Linked DNA regions of Mus musculus: all the other regions are linked to region 3. A link is a contact called in public Hi-C and capture Hi-C data. All regions are on one chromosome and are shown on one strand. Each heading gives the region's core, a stretch centred on a gene start, on an enhancer-like site or on the middle of the called end of the contact. The rest is flanking DNA. Distances are from core to core; before and after follow the strand shown.

The links. A called contact is a pair of places that touch in the nucleus more often than the background predicts. Capture Hi-C pulls out chosen DNA fragments and counts their contacts.
Region 1: a contact with region 3 is called in a Hi-C map of bone marrow-derived macrophages, with 26 read pairs. The contact joins two enhancer-like sites. A contact is called at or near these places in 2 of 15 datasets of contacts at CTCF or cohesin (the NIH/3T3 cell line and stem cell-derived epiblast-like cells), 88 of 484 Hi-C or Micro-C datasets (the AML12 cell line, the Ba/F3 cell line, DN2 thymocytes and 55 more), 6 of 115 datasets of contacts at active chromatin or transcription factors (astrocytes, bone marrow-derived dendritic cells, embryonic stem cells and 1 more) and 3 of 9 other capture datasets (adipose tissue, embryonic stem cells and pancreatic islet).
Region 2: a capture Hi-C map of bone marrow-derived macrophages shows a contact between it and region 3, with 4 times the contacts expected there. The contact joins two enhancer-like sites. A contact is called at or near these places in 7 of 484 Hi-C or Micro-C datasets (bone marrow-derived macrophages, cortical neurons, granulocyte-monocyte progenitors and 4 more), 1 of 115 datasets of contacts at active chromatin or transcription factors (acute myeloid leukemia) and 1 of 9 other capture datasets (bone marrow-derived macrophages).
Region 4: a contact with region 3 is called in a Hi-C map of bone marrow-derived macrophages, with 21 read pairs. The contact joins two enhancer-like sites. A contact is called at or near these places in 1 of 15 datasets of contacts at CTCF or cohesin (the NIH/3T3 cell line), 3 of 484 Hi-C or Micro-C datasets (astrocytes, bone marrow-derived macrophages and cerebral cortex) and 1 of 115 datasets of contacts at active chromatin or transcription factors (a colorectal cancer cell line).

The regions. Positions count from the first base shown.
Region 1 is chr11:110,561,291-110,564,310 of GRCm38.p6, reverse strand. No RefSeq gene overlaps it. Among named protein-coding and RNA genes, the nearest start is that of Gm46300, 11 kb to the right of the region's middle. Within about 2 kb of position 1,745, at least 13 of the 459 cell types and tissues checked have an H3K27ac peak or open chromatin away from gene starts, as enhancers often do. A contact at or near this core is called in bone marrow-derived macrophages, where this site is marked.
Region 2 is chr11:110,700,975-110,703,923 of GRCm38.p6, reverse strand. No RefSeq gene overlaps it. Among named protein-coding and RNA genes, the nearest start is that of Gm46300, 150 kb to the right of the region's middle. Within about 2 kb of position 1,618, at least 28 of the 459 cell types and tissues checked have an H3K27ac peak or open chromatin away from gene starts, as enhancers often do. A contact at or near this core is called in bone marrow-derived macrophages, where this site is marked.
Region 3 is chr11:111,040,997-111,044,194 of GRCm38.p6, reverse strand. No RefSeq gene overlaps it. Among named protein-coding and RNA genes, the nearest start is that of Kcnj2, 24 kb to the left of the region's middle. Within about 2 kb of position 1,789, at least 1 of the 459 cell types and tissues checked has an H3K27ac peak or open chromatin away from gene starts, as enhancers often do. A contact at or near this core is called in bone marrow-derived macrophages, where this site is marked.
Region 4 is chr11:110,603,782-110,606,833 of GRCm38.p6, reverse strand. No RefSeq gene overlaps it. Among named protein-coding and RNA genes, the nearest start is that of Gm46300, 54 kb to the right of the region's middle. Within about 2 kb of position 1,648, at least 14 of the 459 cell types and tissues checked have an H3K27ac peak or open chromatin away from gene starts, as enhancers often do. A contact at or near this core is called in bone marrow-derived macrophages, where this site is marked.

The sequences.
Region 1 (3,020 bases), core at 496-2,995, 480 kb after region 3:
TTCCAGAGAAGACAAATTCAGTTCCTAGAACTCACAACAGATGGTTCACAATGGCCTATAACTCCAACTCCAGGAGACCCAACAACTGTCTCTAGATTCCTTGGGCACCCACATAGATGCGTGCATACACATAAATAAAAAAAAGTAACTTTTTAAAGTAAGAACAGTACAAATGGGCTGAATGTGTGAGCAGAAGTTGTAGCTCTCAGCATCCGTGGTTGGCGTCTGGTCCTGAGTCATTACATACTGACTGGAGGCACTGAGGAGAGCCCTCGCCTCACTCCACATACATTTCTGCTTTATTGGGTGAGCAGAACACACTGGCCGAGCAACCAATCACAGGGAACATGATGCCATACTTCCCTGTTACAAATAACATCCATTTCAGACGAAACGGTGTGGGAAAGACGAGATCAGCAGCGTGCCCTTTCTTCTTTTTCGCTTTGATCCATTTGCATCATTTCCTTGGAAATGTTGTCAGACTTGAGCTATTTAAATTTTTATTCATCTAAAAGCAAGTGCGGCGCTGTAACTACGATTATTGCTCATATTCGTGAACTTAAAAGATCGTCAACAACAATAACAATTTTTTTTTAAAAAAATCCTTTTTGATGATTTCCACCGGAAATCTTGAAACCCTGCTTCATGCCCTGACCTTCCTTCCTGCCTCAGTAAAGGTTCTCGTGAGACTCTTGGGAGAACAGACTCAACCCCACTCGGGAGGGAGCTGAGCTCTGGCTTCTGGAAAAAGGATGTTGTTTATATTTTAGTTCCTGTTTTCATCCTGGATGAAGTGCTGCTGCTGCTACCAGGTGCTTCTCCTTGTGTTATCAGCTTCTCCTCCAGACCTCAGCCTGCGGGAGGCAGCTTCCTGCAGCCTCCAGCGAAACTGGACGCTAAAAACAAGAGAGCGCCTGTCAAACGTGATCTTCGCAGCGTCACAGTTGCCAAGGTCAATCCTGTTGGTAAAACCATTTGAGTGATGGGGCCACGGACACAGAACAGTAGCAGAGCTACTGCGGAAGCGGGAATGGGAAAGAGAACGGAGCACAGGCATGGGCTAGGCACCAGCTATGGGAAGAGGGATTCCCAGTGATGGGTTGCAGAGACCAATTAAAATGACTTTTCTGAATGCAGTAAACAGAATACATTCCACATGGTGACTTCCAAATTGCTTTGTGCATATCTGATGGTCATGCTGTTCCCCGAAATAACATACTTAGCTACTCAGAGTAAATTGCTTTCGGTTCTTCTTCCAAAAGAAACTATCTTCACCTCTTCCAACAATTGCCAATGACTCAAAAAGACACAGGGGACCAATTTTGCTCCAAGATTCAATGGCAATTGGTTAGGTAATCAGAACATGGGGATGCTTAACTATGCACCTACGCCCCTGCTCAAAGCTTCTATGACACCCAGCCTAGAAAAAGATCCATCTCAGCTGGGTTCGCTCCCACACTGCGGGGAGATGAGCAAGTGGGCAAAGCTCACAGCGCTGGGAGTGGAGACAAACTGGAAGTCCCACTGAATTCCTGCTATAAGCTATACACTTTGATGCCTACTAACCAATAATAATAATAATAATAATAATAATAATAATAAAGAAGCTGCCTGCCTCATAGGCCGCATCCCTGAGGAAATGCATTTCCAAGGTTGTATCCTCTGAGTTATTAGTTATTGACGGTAAAGCAGACTTGACTTAGGAATTGGGAAAATATTGCCAGTTACACTTCCTCTAAGCCAGGCTTAGCTACTTCCCCCTCACTACTCATGAGTTCCTTCCTGCCCCAGGCGGTCAGCAGCAATGGCCTTGAAGTTCCCAAGGAGACTCAGACCCTCCCACCCCAGAAAGCTCACTGGACCCGCGAGCATATCTCAGTCATCATAGCATCGTGAAAAGTGTGAACATTATTTCCTCCCTTTTGGACAAACTAAAGGGGGAACACCAGGCAGACGGGTAATGAAGGGAAGCAATTTCCTAGAATTCTTTTTGAGAGTAGTTTTTATAGATTTCAGAAAATAGATTTTCAGAAAATAGATTTTTTCAGAAAACACAAATAATTGATTTTGAACAGAATTGGATTTCCTGGATTCATGTTAAAATCTTTCCAAAATCCCTAAGGGTGACAACTTTCCAGTCCTAGGGGGGGAAAAAGAAGAAGTTTCTAAATCAAATGGGAACTTGGACCCCTTCCTAATGAGCTGGAACAGAAGAGTTTCTAAAGAGGGAAATGCTTTGAATAAAGACCTTTCAGAATCTCAAACGTAATTGAGAAAAAAATAATTTATTAAAAGACAAGTCCTACTATTCCACATTTACAGATTTATTCTTTTTTTTTTTCTCTTTCTTCTTTTGGTTTTTCAAAACAGAGTTTCTCTGTGTAGCCCTGACTGTCCTGGAACTCACTCTGTAGACCAGGCTGGCCTCAAACTCAGAAATCCGCCTGCCTCTGCCTCCCGAGTGATGGGATTAAAGGAGTGTGCAACACTGCCCTGCACAGATTTATTCTTTTGACTCGGAACTGCATTCCAAAAATATTTGAGTGCCCAAAATCTATAGGCACAGTGTTAAACAGCAACTGTACATGCATGCATGCACTCAGACCCTACACATACAAATATGTACACGTATGCACATACACACATACCCTACACACCTATGCATGCACACGCACGCACACATAAGCACAAGCAGACAAAAGTTATCCTGAAGCTTTGAAACATCAAAACAACAATGTATAAGCCACAAAACAAAATTAAAAAGCCGTGACTTGGAAGAATGGGGTCAGGGGGGAGAGAGAGAGAGAGAAAGATCTAAAAACTGTAACTAATACTGGGAGATAGTCAAGGTCAAGTCAATAAAACCCTTCTCAGACAAGCATGGAGGTCTGAGTTTGATGCACTAGAACTCACACAAAATGTCAGGCTCAGCAGTAATCCCAGCTCTGGGGAAGTGGACTTAGGAGGGTCTTTGGGATTTTCTGGCCAGCCAGTCCAGCTAAGTCAGCAGCCCCAGGCTC
Region 2 (2,949 bases), core at 369-2,868, 340 kb after region 3:
TTTTCTTTTTGCCAATCTCTTGTTTCTCACATTTGCTTCTTCTAATCCTAGTTCCCAAGCCAAGGACTATAAATGAAAATTTGTTTCTAATAATGGGAATAATCTCGGGAGTCTATTTGCATAAATGAGCATGTGTGAGAGCTTTTGTCTTTGGTTTATACAAAGGGATGGTGCAGATGGCACAGCAGGAACAGAGGTCTATTTTTAGAAACAAGCCCATTTTAGCTTGAAGCACACAAAGTAGCCCAATGGGCCTATTTGGAAACGCAAGAGATGAACATTTGGGGGAAAGCCACCCACCACCACATACCTTTATTTCTTCATGACAACTCATCAAAATGGAGGCAGGAACAAAAACTACAGAGAACATGGCATTGGTGGTGGAGAGAAGAGTGGAATGGCAGGAGAGGGGATGCCTAGGCAGATCATGCACAGACCATTTGTACAATAGTACAGTTTCTGTCAGAAGCACTGTATTTTCTTTCACGAGTATACCCTTTTGGCCGTCACGTTGCCAGTGTGGCTAATGTCAGCCCTATGCTCCAAAGTATAGATCATATGGGGCAATCAGTGTCCTCTAATCCCAGATACCTGTCCTATGTAAGAATGATCACCATACTGGCATGTCAAATCCACTCGATTCTTGATCTACAGAGGAAAAGGCATCATGATTCCTGTCAACAATATCCTGTTGAGTAGTCACTATAAAGGCTAGACCGTGGAGATATATGTCCTGCACAAACCAGGGATGAGAAATGGTCCAGCTAACTGACATCCTTGGGACAAATGAAAGATCACAGCTTGCACAAATAGTCACTTTGGGCTTGGGCTAATGAGAGTGGTGTGTGTGATCACTTACAAAGGAGAGAAACCACATTCCCAGAATTCCCAGGGTGTTACTGGTGTAAATCACTCATCACGTTGGTCTCCAGTGTCCATGTAGCTCTGTGGGCATATGAATATAGTCCCTCCCAGAGAGCTCTGAACTGGATCAAGGGCTGCTATTCTTAAGGGCCCCAGAAACTGAAAAAGCAGAATATCTTAGGAATGGAAAACATCTTTGAAGCGAAGTATAAACAAATCAAAGACAAAATTTTTCCAGCTCAAGTGTTTTCCTAGTTCCAATGCAGTGCGATAGATTGAATCAAACCACCAAGGGAAATAATATGAAAAATGTACATTTCACTCTTAATAGAAAAGAGAAGGCTATGTGATAGATTTTTCACATGTCTGTTAATGAGTTTATAGCCCAAATGAATCCAATAATTGTGTTCGTTCCCTACTTCATCAGAAAACCACTGAACTTGAAAAATGAAAGTACCATACGGCTAGGATTGACTAAAATTTGGAACATTCTAGCAAGAACATAATCAGCTGCTGACAGTATCCATTCTACAACCATGATTGAAAAATCTCACTATTAGAATCCACAAAAATCCAAAGGCAAATAGCTGCACTTAACATCAACTACCGAGCCCACACTATACGGTGCATAGAAAGACAGTGCATGTCCCATCTACAGGAAGTTAGAATGTAAAATGTTGAAAGCCAAGAGGGACTCTGGAGGATGAGGACACTGTGTGCTCTGTTACAGAAATGCATTCATATTGCAAATTGTATTGCAAATTGCAAAACTCTACCAGAGGAAGTTCTGGCCACCAACTAAGAAGGCCGATTGGTTACACTGTGCAAAACCTCAAGATATGGGTGTGTGAAAGCCATATTCAAGGGAAAGAGAGACACGGGGAGGCCATAAGAAGGCAGGGAAAGAAGGGAAGAGAAGAGTGGGTGCGGGGACATGGAAGTGAGGGGAGAAGAAGAGAAGGAGAGAGGGAAGCAAAGAGGAGATGAGGAGGAAAGGGAGAAGGGAAAGAGAAGACGAGGGATATCTATCCAGCCTTACCCTCCATCCACCCCAGGCTCCAAATGTGTGGATAAAAAAAAAGACTCTTGAGAATTAATCCTATCGCATGTGTTGCATTGAACTAAGGAAGCAACCAACACCAACCGGAAATTTCCAGGCAAGTCATCTCAGAAGCCAGAAGAACTGTTCCTAGCAAAGCTCTGAACATCATGGCACAGCGAACATCAATCCCAAATGGGCCCTATTCCAATTCTCCTCTCACAACATGATGAAAAAAAAATTCCTTTATGTCACAAGGTATTGCAGTAACTTGTTGCACAGTGTTAGGGTGCCAGAACAGCATCTGTCCGCTAAAGTCAACATGTTTTAACCCCAAATTAGCACTTGAAAAAAATAATGGGTTGATTATGATGCAAAGTCTGAAATGAAGAGCAGAATAGTGAAGAAGTATCAGGGTTGTAGGATTGCTTCATTGTGCATTATGCAGGGAAGCAAGGGATAGGCATATCATAAGACATTTACGTGGTATCGAAGTGGAAGTACCGTAGCCCAGAGCGCTGAGGTCCAGCTTGGATATATTGAAGTCAGTGAGATCCACAGAATCAGCATATGGTCACTGAAGGCCCTGAAGGGGAAGGAGCCTGTCACCATCTGTGTGAGTTCATCAAGCCATCTAAGCAGGTCTGAGGTGAAGCTGTTTTGCCAACATAGACCATTCTGCTCTCTCAAACTTATACTCCGTTTGACCTTTATGATCAAAATCTAATTAAAAGTGCTGTTATTTTTAAAAGGTAGAGATAGTGTATTTGTCTCGTCCATTAAAGTGATGACTAATTGTTAACCTTCTTAACAGGCTGAATCACTGCCATGCCTTTCATTTCAACCTTTTGCAAAGCAAAGTCCAAAAGGAATTCAGATTGCAAAACAAAGTCTGCTAAAAAAAAAAAAATACAATTCACTTTCATCATATGATCAAAACAATTTCAAAGTGCTTTGCAACACTGCTAAGTCTAACCAAGCATAGTGAATTGACTAGATCTTTGACTCACTCAACATTACTATTTAGATTCTAATTAATTAATTAA
Region 3 (3,198 bases), core at 540-3,039:
AATTTCCCCAGTTTTTAAAAGTATGTTTTAATTTATTTTTTTAAATTTTATTTTCAGTTTTTTTGTATATTTTTATTTTTTAATTTACATTTTAGGTAAACTTATTTACATTTTAAGTAAACTATAATTACATCAGTTGCAATGCTTTTATATTTGATGCATCACTTTAATTGTCATAATCTTGTATGGAGTTGCTTTAATCCCCATTTAACAGAACAGAAAGGCTTTAAACATTTGCATTCATTTGCCTGAGGCCACATGGGGGATCCAAAGAGTTTGGATTCACATCAAGATCACTGACTATTATAGGTTTTAGTGTAAACTAGATGGTAAAAACAAAAAGAGAGCAACTGAGAAATGAAAATACAGAGGGAGTCTAAGGCATGCATGAACCAAATAGAGAGGGCTCACGATTCAGTTACATCTATCTGTAGCGGTGATTAAAAAATAAAAACACTTTAACAAATGCAACTTACGGGAGAAAGGGGTTATTCCAGCTCATAGTTAAAGGTACAGTCAACTGTAGTAAGAGGCTGAAGGTATCCAGGTCTTCCATTAGCCGGTCACATGAATCCCAGAGTCCGGAAACAGAGAGAAGGGAATATATTCTAATGCTAAGTCCTCCTTCTCCATTTATACTCTTTACAGTTCTAGTCAGGGAGTGGTCACCACCCGCTGTGGATGGATCACCTCCTCACTTAACACAACAAAGATGATAAACAGGCAGACACAAACTCACTCAGTGGTGATTCTAGTTTCTATCAAGTTGATAGTTAACATTGTCTCAAGAGGGAATGAACAGGATAGACATAATGTCAAAGAAACAGAGATAGAGACCAAAGATGGGTGGACGAACAGATGGATGGAGGTACAGACAGATAGACAGACAGATGGATGGACATGCGGGTGGATACTTAAAGTCAATGTTAACACGATAATATACCTGGGATGTTCTCTCTATATACCTCTATCTCTTTCTCCATTCTGTATCTCCCACACACTTCTCTCTTCTCTCTTTCCTCCATAAAGTGAGAGAGTTGTTGGACTTTACTGTTATCTAATACTTTGATCCTTGTCTGTATATGCCAAAGCAAACAGGCTTTGATGCAGTAAGACCATAACTATTTCATTTCTCAATTTGAAAATATAATATTTACTCCCTAGCAAGCAGGACTCTGTAGGCAAATGGACCGTCCTATCTTTCTCCACTCTTCAGCTCTGGATGCTGACAAAGTTGGAATTTAGAAGACAAGACGGAACAAAAATATTCTGTAAGCAAGTACTACAGATCTGTGAAGTACATACAATTTACTGGAGTGGAATGAGCATGCCTACAAAGCAAATCCTACTCAGTAATGAGAATTGTGATTTGTAAGCTATTTCCCCTCTGTGTGTGTGCATGATCATTCTGTAATTTACTGGTGATTACTACATACGTTCTGACTACTTTTCTTGTAATAAATAGAACTATTAATTATTAGATTCTCGATGGACACTATCCAGACATCCTTGACTATATATGTAGACCCAGAAAAACAGCCTGTGTGAACTCCAGTTTCTTCTTCTAATGTAATCTAGGTTGAGGAAGCCAAGGGAAGAGAGAGAACATGTAATCCATACTTAGACAGGGCCACACTTGCCTTCAGTGCGTACTACTTTCTGCCTTGAATGGTCACACTTTGATTATAGCTATTACTGCTAAAATGCACTCCAAATTGGAGAGGAGGGGAAAAAAACCAAGAAACCGAAAACCATACCAGATTTACTTCATGGGAAAACTTGTGTTGTCTTGTAACCACAAGGTGGCGCAATAGGGACCAAGAATGCTCAACCCCTAATAGAAAAGCAATTACTAGAGACATTTTCATAATAATTATTAATACTATTATTATCCCAGCATGGGAGGGGAACGATTAATTAAGCCCCACCCATAGCTGGGGAGCTACTGGCAAGTGGTGGCTTCTAGAAGAGGGAGAATCAGTTTGCTTCAGGGATGAGGACCGTGAGAGACTACCCAAGGCCCTGCAAAGGGTCCTACATCCATGTAAATGCAGTCAGTACTAAGTGGATGTAGTGGCTTTTAAAAGTAGCACGTGAAGTTGTCAAGGAACGATGGAGAGTTCTGGAAAAGAAGCTAGAGATCCAGGGCTGAGGGGTGGGTTTGGTCGAAGCATGTTACATGGATACATGAAACTCTCAAGCAGTAAAAATGAAATTTGAGAATAGCATAAACAGAAGTTTGTACGGTGGATGACCTCTCTTGGTTCATGTCACATATATAAGTTGTCCTTATCACAGCACTCATGCTGTTTCTTAGAATTTCCTCTCATTGTGGTGGATAAGCGGTATTCCCATCTTTTCCACATTCAGACTTTGTGGTCTTTATATAAACTACTCAAGGAACATAGATGTACTATCATAGAAAAGGATGGGAAAATAGATCAGAAAAACAAGATCAGCAATGATCACATTAACTACACTGTCAAGTTCTTACTGTGTACATTACATGATCAGATCATGGTAGGTTACTCATTAAAGGAAGACTCCCAACTGTACAGAGAGGAACTGGACACTGGAAATGTCCAGGTAAATTCACATTGAGCCAGAATTCTGAGAAGAGAGATCATAGGCTACATACTCCCTCTATTGGCATTGTCCTACCGATGTCCTAGAAAGTAGTTGGCTAATCAGAATTAGGAATTTATCTCTACAGGTATAGAAGTCCAAGATCAAGCCAGAGTGTATCTGACCCATGAAGAATGCTTCTCTCTGAACCCCACACAGTGGGAGGAGCAAGGAGTCCCTGGTCTGTTCTACAAGAGCACTGTCATCTCTTGTGAAGTCTCTTGACTTCACTTTGGACCAAGGACTCATCTCTCACTGCTATCAACTTGGGCATTGAGATCTCCTACATAGGACTATTAGGGGCACATAGACACATACACCAGAGGAATATACTAGCAACAGTCAGCATAAAGAGTGAGGGAAGGCAAGCAACAAACAAAGTGGGCAAGATGAGAAGTAGAGTGAGGAAGAACCATGACAACTGATGGCCATAAGGAACCCAGAAATATTCAAAGGAATATCTGTATTATAAGTATTCCAAAAGAGTTGAGCAGAGAAATTGGACCATTTTCCCTCAGATTCATAATTCATCATTGATAGGACTGAGACATGAATCTATTTCACTTGGAATCA
Region 4 (3,052 bases), core at 399-2,898, 440 kb after region 3:
AAGAAAGAAAGAAAGAAAGAAAGAAAGAAAGAAAGAAAGAAAGAAAGAAAGAGGGAGGGAGGGAGGGAGGGAGGGAGGGAGAGAGAGAGAGAGGGAGAGGGAGAGAGAGGGAGAGGGAGAGAGAGGGAGAGGGAGAGAAAGGAGGGAGGGAGGGAGGGAGAAAGGGAAGAAGGAAGGAAGGAAGGAAGGAAGGAAGAAAGGAAGGAAGGAAGGAAGGAAGGAAGGAAGGAAGGAAGGAAGGAAGGAAGAAAGGGGAAGGGGAAAGGGAAGGGGAAGGGGAAGGGAAGGGAAGGGAAGGGAAGGGAAGGGAAGGGAAGGGAAAGAGAGAGAGAGAGAGAGAGAGAGAGAGAGAGAGAGAGAGAGAGAGAGAGAGAGAAAGAGAAAGAGAGAAAGAGAGAGAGAAAGAGAAAGAGAGAAAGAGAGAAAGAGAGAGAGAAAGAGAGAAAGAGAGAAGAAAGAGAGAAAGAAAGAAAGAAAGAAAGAAAGAAAGAAAGAAAGAAAGAAAGAAAGAAAGAAAGAAAGAAAGAAAGAAAGAAAGAAAGAAAGAAAGAATTCTGCAGAACCTGGATGCTCTTAGTCAGAGAAAATGCCATAGTGACTTGGACAGACTTGTGCATTCCATCCACACCAATCCTACCTGCATTTTTATCTTCCTGTGAACCAGTTCCCTTGAAGAGAGACATGAACATCTCTGTTCATGGCAATGCAGACTCTGCCACTGAAACACCACCCCTATGGATCACAAGGGTTTTTAATGCATCTCATCTAACTGAAAACTGCAAGAGGCTTAGAATTAGTTCTTTACATGCCTAACACTGTTAGATCCACTGCCACAGTTCAGTGAAAAAAATATATATTTTTCCACTTCTTCCTGATTGCATTTTACCCTCCTCTGCCAAGAAAATTTACTACATTTTTTTTCATGAGTTTCCTCGTGTCAAGTGGAACTTTTTCATCCAAATTTCACTGCTCCAGCCCATATGTCTCTTCTTTCTTTTTGTGATTTTATTTTTTTGGGGGGGAGGAGGGTTAGGATACCACATAACAAAAATGTTTCTCTTATATTAATGTTTTTACTCAGACAAAGTAAACCATTGCTCCTCGGTATGCCATCCGGGAGCCAAGAAGGACATGACTCACTCATGCAGAGATTTTATTTAAGCCATTTGCTCAGTGATCCAAGTAGATTAAAGACAGATCTGCTGCCCTAGGAGTGGCACTGGGGTATCAAGGATCATTGCCACTTGGTAGATAAACCACATGCGGCTCCTATGGCGGCCACTTCCCTTAGTCTCTGTCAACCTCATTAAACATTGCGGCACCTGCATTTAACGGGCTCTGGTTGACTGGGGGAGTACACTTACTGAGTTCTTGAAATAACCCAATGTTAATACAGTGTTCCCCCATCCCAAACTCCTGGGATGCCTTGGGAAAGCGGGTCTACATTTCCCTTAAGGATTCTTGAGAAATGAAGAAAGCAAAAGGAGAGAGTGGCAGAGAAGAAAGGGGAACATGAAAAAGGGGAAATAAGAGAACAGAAATAAACCGAGAGAGAAAACATTGCAAGTTTCCATTATTCCTCTCTCTGCCAGAGAATCTGGAATGTTAAATGGCTGCAAATTGAGCGGCTCATGAGTAATGGATTTGGTCTCTACCACTAGGGGTCAGAAACCCAGGACGTGTAAATAATACTCACACTCTTGAAACAAGGAACAGATGATGATGTCCCTGCAAAAGATGAACCTCAGTTTTCTTATTTTTATAGAAAAATATGTCAATTCCAGCATTAGGACAAACATCAAGAATGTTGTAGACGTAGGCACTTCCCAGTGGGTGCACATCTCAGACCATGAGGACTTTATGTCAGCTTTAACATTTCAGAAGAAAAACTGTAACTGGGATTGTAGCTCAGGTGGTTAAGGGCTTTCCTAGCACGAGTGAGGCCCTAGGTTCCCTTGCCAACACCTGCAGAAAGGGAGTATGGGGCTGGCTACCTGTAATCTCAGCACTTGGGAGGTGGGAGCAGCTGGATTGTAAATTCAGCTACGTGGAAAATTCAAAGCCAGCCTGGGATGTGTGAAGCCTTATGACAAAAAATAAACTAATAGGTTAACTATTTTTTAATAAGGTAGTGCATTCATTTTAAAATGTGTTTTCCTAACTCTGTTCATATTTCTTCCCTACCTTCTTTATCTTTCTTAACAAGATGCTTTTCTTTTGTTTTTTGTTTTTTTTGTTTTTTGTTTTGGTTTGGAGAGAGAGATTGGGAGAGAGAGGGAGGGAGGGAGAGAGAGAGAGAGAGAGAGAGAGAGAGAGAGAGAGAGAGAGAGAGAGAGAGAGAGAGAGAGACCCTTCTTCTGGTCTCTTCCCCTTTGCCATGTCCTAAGAGTCCTTTTGTCCATTCCCAACCTTCCTGTTCATTGACCTTCAGCTTCTCTTGGTCCTTTTTCTATTGTATTAGGCTTTGTCCACATTTATAGTCATTCCTGTGTTCATATGTATGTGTGCACATGTATACACTACACTCCCATCAGCACATTACATCCCCACATCTTCACCACCAGCATTTCCTGTTTTATGTTATCCAATCTCACAGGAATCAGGTGGTTTCTCAAAGTAGTTTAGCTTAAATTCCCTTGAATACTAAAGATTTTGGTTTCTTTTTTAAAATAGTTATTGACCACTGATCTATATCTCTTGTGAACTGTTGATTTCAGCCAGTTGTGGTGGTACATGCCTTTAATCCTAACACTTGGGAGGCAGAGGAAGGTAGATCTCTGAGTTTGAACCAAGCCTGGCCTACAGAGAATATTTCCAGGACAGTCAGAGAAATCCTATCTTTAAAAAAAAATCCATTTGTTGATTTGCACGATTTGGTTTTCTTCTTTTTACTGGTGTTTAATTTTGCATTTCATTGTAAATCCTGGATACTAGCTCTCTGTCTTGGATATAACTGATAAAGATGGTCTCCTATTCCTTTAAGCTGTCTGCTCTCCTAACAGTTTGAAAGAATGTTTGTGTACTTTTGTTGTTAAGGAACCCACAATTTCAA